2 separate regions of the Zea mays genome follow, and region 2 is linked to region 1. The links are chromatin contacts, called in public Hi-C maps. All regions are on one chromosome and are shown on one strand. The core of a region is the stretch at or near the end of the contact, and the rest is flanking DNA. Distances in the headings are between cores, read along the strand shown.

Evidence for each region. A called contact is a pair of places that touch in the nucleus more often than the background predicts.
Region 2: a contact with region 1 is called in a Hi-C map of leaf, with 5 times the contacts expected there. The contact joins the enhancer-like site here to the promoter of LOC100274822 in region 1. A contact is called at or near these places in 11 of 25 Hi-C or Micro-C datasets (bundle sheath, ear, endosperm and 4 more) and 1 of 3 datasets of contacts at active chromatin or transcription factors (seedling).

What each region holds. Positions count from the first base shown.
Region 1 is chr9:150,165,070-150,168,187 of Zm-B73-REFERENCE-NAM-5.0, reverse strand. It overlaps LOC100274822, which reads right to left and starts at 1,510. Exons shown (of 2, transcript NM_001149091.2): 1 at 1,010-1,510. The coding sequence starts at 1,011.
Region 2 is chr9:150,206,409-150,209,526 of Zm-B73-REFERENCE-NAM-5.0, reverse strand. No RefSeq gene overlaps it. Among protein-coding and RNA genes, the nearest start is that of LOC111590170, 27 kb to the left of the region's middle. Within about 2 kb of position 1,601, at least 18 of the 20 cell types and tissues checked have an H3K27ac peak or open chromatin away from gene starts, as enhancers often do. A contact at or near this core is called in bundle sheath, ear, endosperm and 5 more, where this site is marked.

The sequences.
Region 1 (3,118 bases), core at 261-2,760:
TTATTCATTATAGATGAAAGAAACATAACTGCATATAATGCAGATTAGCAGGTAGACGTTTCAGTTAAAATAGTTAAAATCATTATATTGTTCGTTTCAGATTAAAGTCAGCTGTTCGGACTGCAATTGTAATAATAGAGACAAAATTGCAGGAACAATAGAAAACATTTCCGATTAAAGTAGGTAGCGTTTTATAATGCGTTCTTAAACAGAGCAAGGGCAAAAATATCTATTCATGTGACAAGAGAAATAAAATAAAACACAATTGATTTAAGTTGGCTAGTAATTCTATTATAATGGTATGACGCGGTATAAAGGACTTTTATCGAATTTCAGCTTGAAATGGAGTTTATAATAGAAAAAAAACTCCCACGGTGCCGGAGGTAGGTGAAAGTGACGCCTCGAGCCACTATACAAATTAATGACCACTTTAACTCTCTAAGACCTTTAAAATTAACAATACAACATTCAACAATCCAATGGATAGATAGCGAAAAGGGGGAAATATCTTTGCATGGGATGCAAGGTGAAAGTGACGCACCGGGTCACTATACAAATTAATGATCACTTTAACTCTCTAAGATCTTTAAAATTAACATTACAACATTCAACAATCCAATGGATAGATAGCGAAAAGGGGAAAAAATTCTTTGCATGGGATGCAAGGTGAAAGTGACGCCCCGAGCCACTATACAAATTAATGATCACTTAAACTCTCTAAGATCTTTAAAATTAACAATACAACATTCAACAATCCAATGGATAGATAGCGAAAAGGGGAAAATTTCTTTGTATGGGATGCAAAGAATCTCTTTGACAGCCTATCATATACAGTGGTCCATATAAATAGAAAAAAATAAATTATCGAAGAGTTAAGCTGTAAATTTTAATCTATTTTTTGTTCGGAAGTGGTGGATGTGATAGACTATAAAAAAAGTGTTTGCATGAGACAGAAATTTTTCCCGAAAAGGGGAGGAATTGGGCCATTGGGGAGAGGAGAATCACTCACATTATCACAATTCAGTAGGTGGCGGTGGCGGCCTTCGACCAGGGACGGGAGGCCGGCGCGGCACTGTGGCAAACTGGCGGTGGAAGCAGGAGGTGGATGCCGGCTCGGCACTGTGGTGGACAGGGAGTTGAGCCGACCGCCGGCGAGGGGCGGCACTGCACGGCGCAGGCAGGGCCGCAGGGAGGCCGCCGCCGCCGCCGGATCCCGGAGTGGAGGACCCACGGCGAGGAGGGCGCGCCCAGTCTGGCGCGGTGGCGCGCGGGTGGCCGTCGACCGGTGACCCGTTGGCTCGTCGCAAGCTCCCAGCGCAGCGGGCAGCGGCCGTCGAGCACTCGAGCACAGAGCACCAGCAGGCAGCACGAGCGAGCGCCGAGCACTGTGGCCGCAGCAGCACTACACCTGACTACCTGAGTCAGGGATAGAACGTCAAACGAAGGAATTGATTGGACTGGAAGTGAAACCATTGCCACTTTGCTACCGTTGCTGGTTTCATTTTTGCTTGATTGATGGCGTGGTCAGGACGTCCATGGATGCTGCATCAGTACGCTGTACGCCTATGGATGAGCGCCCGCGCATCACTGTGTTTGATTAAGCATTTCGTACGCCTCACGGCCTCAGTTCCCGATCGAGGGCAGATGGAGGCAGCATGCGGCGGGCGTGGGGATGGGCACCGGCGCACGGCGCGACCGGCCATTCCGGATCCGGCTGCATGGCCGCGCGCTGTCTCCCGAGGTCATGCCCCCCACACCAACAGGCAGGGCTTGAAACGCGCGTCTTGAGTTCTTGACGAGGGCCGTCCTTGCTTGCTTCGGCCGTGTAGTTGTCCAAGGAGTTTGCCGTCAGCACGTCACCGATCCTCGGAGAGACAATTGCGCACAGAAATTAAGCTCCCTTGTCGTAGAGAAAAAGCTCTAAAGCAGTATTAGGTAGAGACTTTAGGGTATGTTCGGTGGAGACATTAAAACAGCTTTCCAAACACAAGGGACAACTAAAAGACTCTATTATACAATAAAATGTTTATAAATATAGTCTATTAGTAAATGCAGAAGTAAATGTGGTTGTACGTCATCGGATCGATATAACAGACGACGAATTCGTACAGTGATAAATGAGTCGTCTGTTTGTACTTGGTTTACGAGCTGCGTCTCTTCACAGAGAGATGACTCTACGATTTTTTTGCAAATAACTTTTTAAACACCTTAAGAGCCTCTACATTAATTACCATTGTACATGTCCTTATGGCTAGACCAACCAAAACCACAAAGTAACGTAGTCTACACTAAAGACTAGTTTGGGAAAATGGAGTTACCGAACTGGCCCTAATAAAGTGGAGTTGAGAGAACATATGCTGGATTCTGGAGACATCAGTCATGGTTTCCCGGCACTAGGCACTGGGAGATGCTATGCCAAATCCAGAAAATAAAAAGAGTTTTTTCTGATGCACTGCACAAGCCTGACCCAATATTCAACCGGATTCCATACAAAGCAGTACAGAGGAAGCTAAACACATCACTAAGAAAAGGAACAGATGTGAAGAAGAAACCGGCAAAAACTAAGAGATCAGATTTTGAACTGCAAGATTTTTCGGAGGGATAACTCTAGACCAGTTCCTGTCTCACCAAAAGTGTTCTTCCCCTACCTCAAAATGTAAGACAAGCAACTTGCATCATCTAATACAAGTGTTATCGTCCCCTGCAAATTAAACTATGCGCGGACTAACCTTTGCCTTATGTCATGGATGAAAGGTGGTATTTGTCGTCTGCAACGCTAGTTCTACCACGCGATAAGAGCTAAAACATGGATTAAAGGAACTTTCAGAAGTTTTAGAGAAAAAAAAGGAGGCACCATGTTCTTGAGCTTCTTTCCGTGAGCTGGTGCGCTGATGCGATTGATAGAGGGGTTTACAGACGCAGTTTTCATCATTGAGAAAGCCTTTCTTGCACTGAAAGAACTTCAACTTGTTATTATCATTGACGAACGTAATTTGGAAACCTTATCTTGTTCTCATGTATACACACCACCGATCGGCGCGCTGTTCTTAGCCGTCCAATGATTTCATTTCACCATTTCTCTCGAGTATGACTGGACCCATGCGAACATGGTGCAGCA
Region 2 (3,118 bases), core at 352-2,851, 41 kb before region 1:
CCAGCAGTTTTGACCTTTTTTCTTTTTTATCTGCCGCCGCTGCTGTAACTTTTCTTTTCCCTCCTCCTGTCATGTGGCTGTGCCTGTGCGACGTGCAGCCGGCCACGCACATTTCACAAAGTCTGCCACTCGCCTTTCACTCTGGCCGATGCAATCATCGTCCAGCAGCCCCCCCTGAAGACTGATGACTGAAGTGACCCATCAGCCCGGCGCGCGACGACGCTCCGTCTCCACAGGGGAAAACGTCAGGCCCTGCTCCCCCTCTGAAAAACATTCTCCACTCTGCGGGCGCCGGGCGCTGCTGCTCGTGCTCGGTATCCTCCCTGCCTGCGCGCTGCGCATTTCTCGGGCGCCGGAGCCAATCGAAACCCCTAGATAGAGTAGTACTATATATGCTATGCAAGCAAACGCAACGCAGTGCGGTTGCATTGCAACCAGGCGGGCCTGCGCGGCTACGCCCCCCCTCTCCGGCTGGCTGCCGCCTGCCGGATGCGGAGACGAGACGAAGGCCAGCTTTTGGCCAGGGACGGAAATGCGAGAGGAAAAGGAAAAGAGGGCGAGGCTTGCCATTGCCACGCTCGTGATGATTATACCAGCTAGGAGCAGTCGCCTGGAGGCTGGAGCAGGTGCAGTGCAGTGACCGGAGTAAAAGAGAGAGAGAGAGAGAGAGAGACGACCTGCTGCTGGCCTGCTCTCGTTCTCGTAGGAGCAAAAACAGCCCCCTGAACCCCTGATGCAGCTGCATGGTTGCTGCCGTCCCTGTTGCTGCTGTCTTTTCCGCGGAGAAATTACGCTGCTCCACAGTGCCGCCATTGTCACGCGACGGTCACCGCACACGTCAGCCGCCCTTCACACCCATCACCTGGCTGAATGAACCCGACCCATCGTTCCACATCCCCATGTCTTTCTTCTTTTCCCCCTTGTTTATTTTTTCACTCGTCGACCTCCTCGATGCATGCATGATAAAGAGGACATATGCCTTCAGCCAGCGTCACCAGCAACTTGCATGCTACTGCTCTCTTGTTGACTAAAAGTTTTTTTTTTTGCAGCACTCGATCGCTGTCAAAAATAGGCACATTTCATAACAAGTTAGCTAAAATTAGCTTCGCAAAATTCAGATTTACTAAATAGGATAGATTTATTCACTATTTACTACCACCCTTAGCACAACGGTTCATTTTGTTTTTTCTTCTTCCACGGTCGCTTTTCTTCTTCCTTCGTTTAATATTTCTGTTCCCGTTCGTTTTTGTATACACATTTATTCCGCTACCGTTTCTATTCTTGACTATTTCGGGCTTGATCCCGTTTTCGGTGAAAAAAAATGCGAAAACGAAAATAGTAGTGGAGTTTTTCTGTCCGTTTTTTATCTTAAGTGGTGTGGAGTGTGAGCAGTGGCATGGACAGGGTGGCAGCGTCAGCCGGTCAAGTATGCCAAGGCACTATTGGGCCTGGCCTACAGCGGCTGTCCTCTCGCCGGCCCGTTTGAACTTGTGGAGATGGGACCCACGAATCCGATAGTTGAGATCTGGGGACGGCAGGACGGGCCCGCGCTCCCCGTGCACACGTACATGGGCCTTACCCATGGGCCCTCCCGTGCCGAGCAGAGCTGCGTAATAATCCTCTCAGTCAATGATGGCTACGCGGCACGAATACGTGGCCCGCCAAGCCATCATCATGTCCCGCGCCGAATCATGCCTCCTTCTCTTCCACTTTCTCTCCTACTGCACTCAGCAGGTGCAGGTGCGAGTGCGACCGTTTCCCATCGGTTTTGCTTCTGTACTTGTGTTTCCACTTTCCAGCAATAGTCGCGTGCAGTGCAGATATATATGTGTGGCCTCTTTATATCACCCGAATCATAGTGCGTACATGGACTGTAGCAATCAATGGAGACGCGCACAGCTTTCAGCGAGCCCACGTGACCTTGGGTGCAAACTCATGCATGTCAGCAGGGCACCACAGTGTAGCGTGGCGCATAAACAACATCGGTCATGACAAGCACTTAAGCTAGTTTTCCAGCGAGCCCACGTCCCTGCCTGTCGGGTGGCCACTTTTTCTTACGATCATATCGATATAAAACTAATGCAGCTTTATTTGCTTATCCATATGCGCTTAGACTCATACATATGCATGCATGCATGATTGGTTGTACAAGAGCTACATACATGGTTTGTTTCACTACTACAAACAGGATTTTGTAGGGGGCAGTCGGGCAGCTGGTGAGCCAGCTAGCGCCACTACAAATTAAGCCGTCTTTAGGAAATAATAAGTTCAGTTTTTAAAAATCATAATTTTTTAGAGATTGTTGTTTAGCTGTCGTCTCTGAAAAAACAATTTTAATGGAACGACGGATAATGCCACTCGTCTCTACTAATCCATTTGTAGAAATCGCTAACTTAGACTTATAATGGGCCAGTATAAATGCCCAATGATTCACACTACTACATGGAGGCATTTTAGGGGCACCTTGGGGTGGTTTCTAGGGGCCGGCTCCTCTACAAATTAACAATTTCTAGGGGGACAACTAAGGAACAAGTTCGGCTATAAGGATGAAATCCTACCATGGATTTAATCCGGATCTATATTAGGTGAATCTATACCTCACATATAATTTTATGTTGGGATTAAATCCATCATTTAATCCATGTATCTCTGAAAGCTAGTTATTTTTTTGATCCATGTATTCTAATATAAACTTTTGCAATTTTTCATAGATTTATTTCATACGTAATGAGCTATAGATAGAATCCATGCTTTACATAGTTTAAAAATTATCAAACCCTTGGGGTATAATCTATGATAGGTTTAATCGAATAATTTTTTTTAAGTATGTTTGGTTTTTTTGGGTATGGATTGTGATATGGATTTAATTACAATCCATATTAATCTAGAGTTGGATTGGTGTAAACAAACAAGGCCAAAGTGTTTGTAGGGTGGCTCGAAAACGGGTCGTTCCTATAAATCATTTTTAAGAAAACATAAATCTAGGTCTAAAATAGCAAAAAAGAGTATGTAGTGGTCTGTAACCTCCGGCCTCATGCATTGGTTCCATAGTCACTTAATCCCAAACTCACTTTACTCATATGTTCACCTAAAACACTATTTGAAAACTGTAAATTGC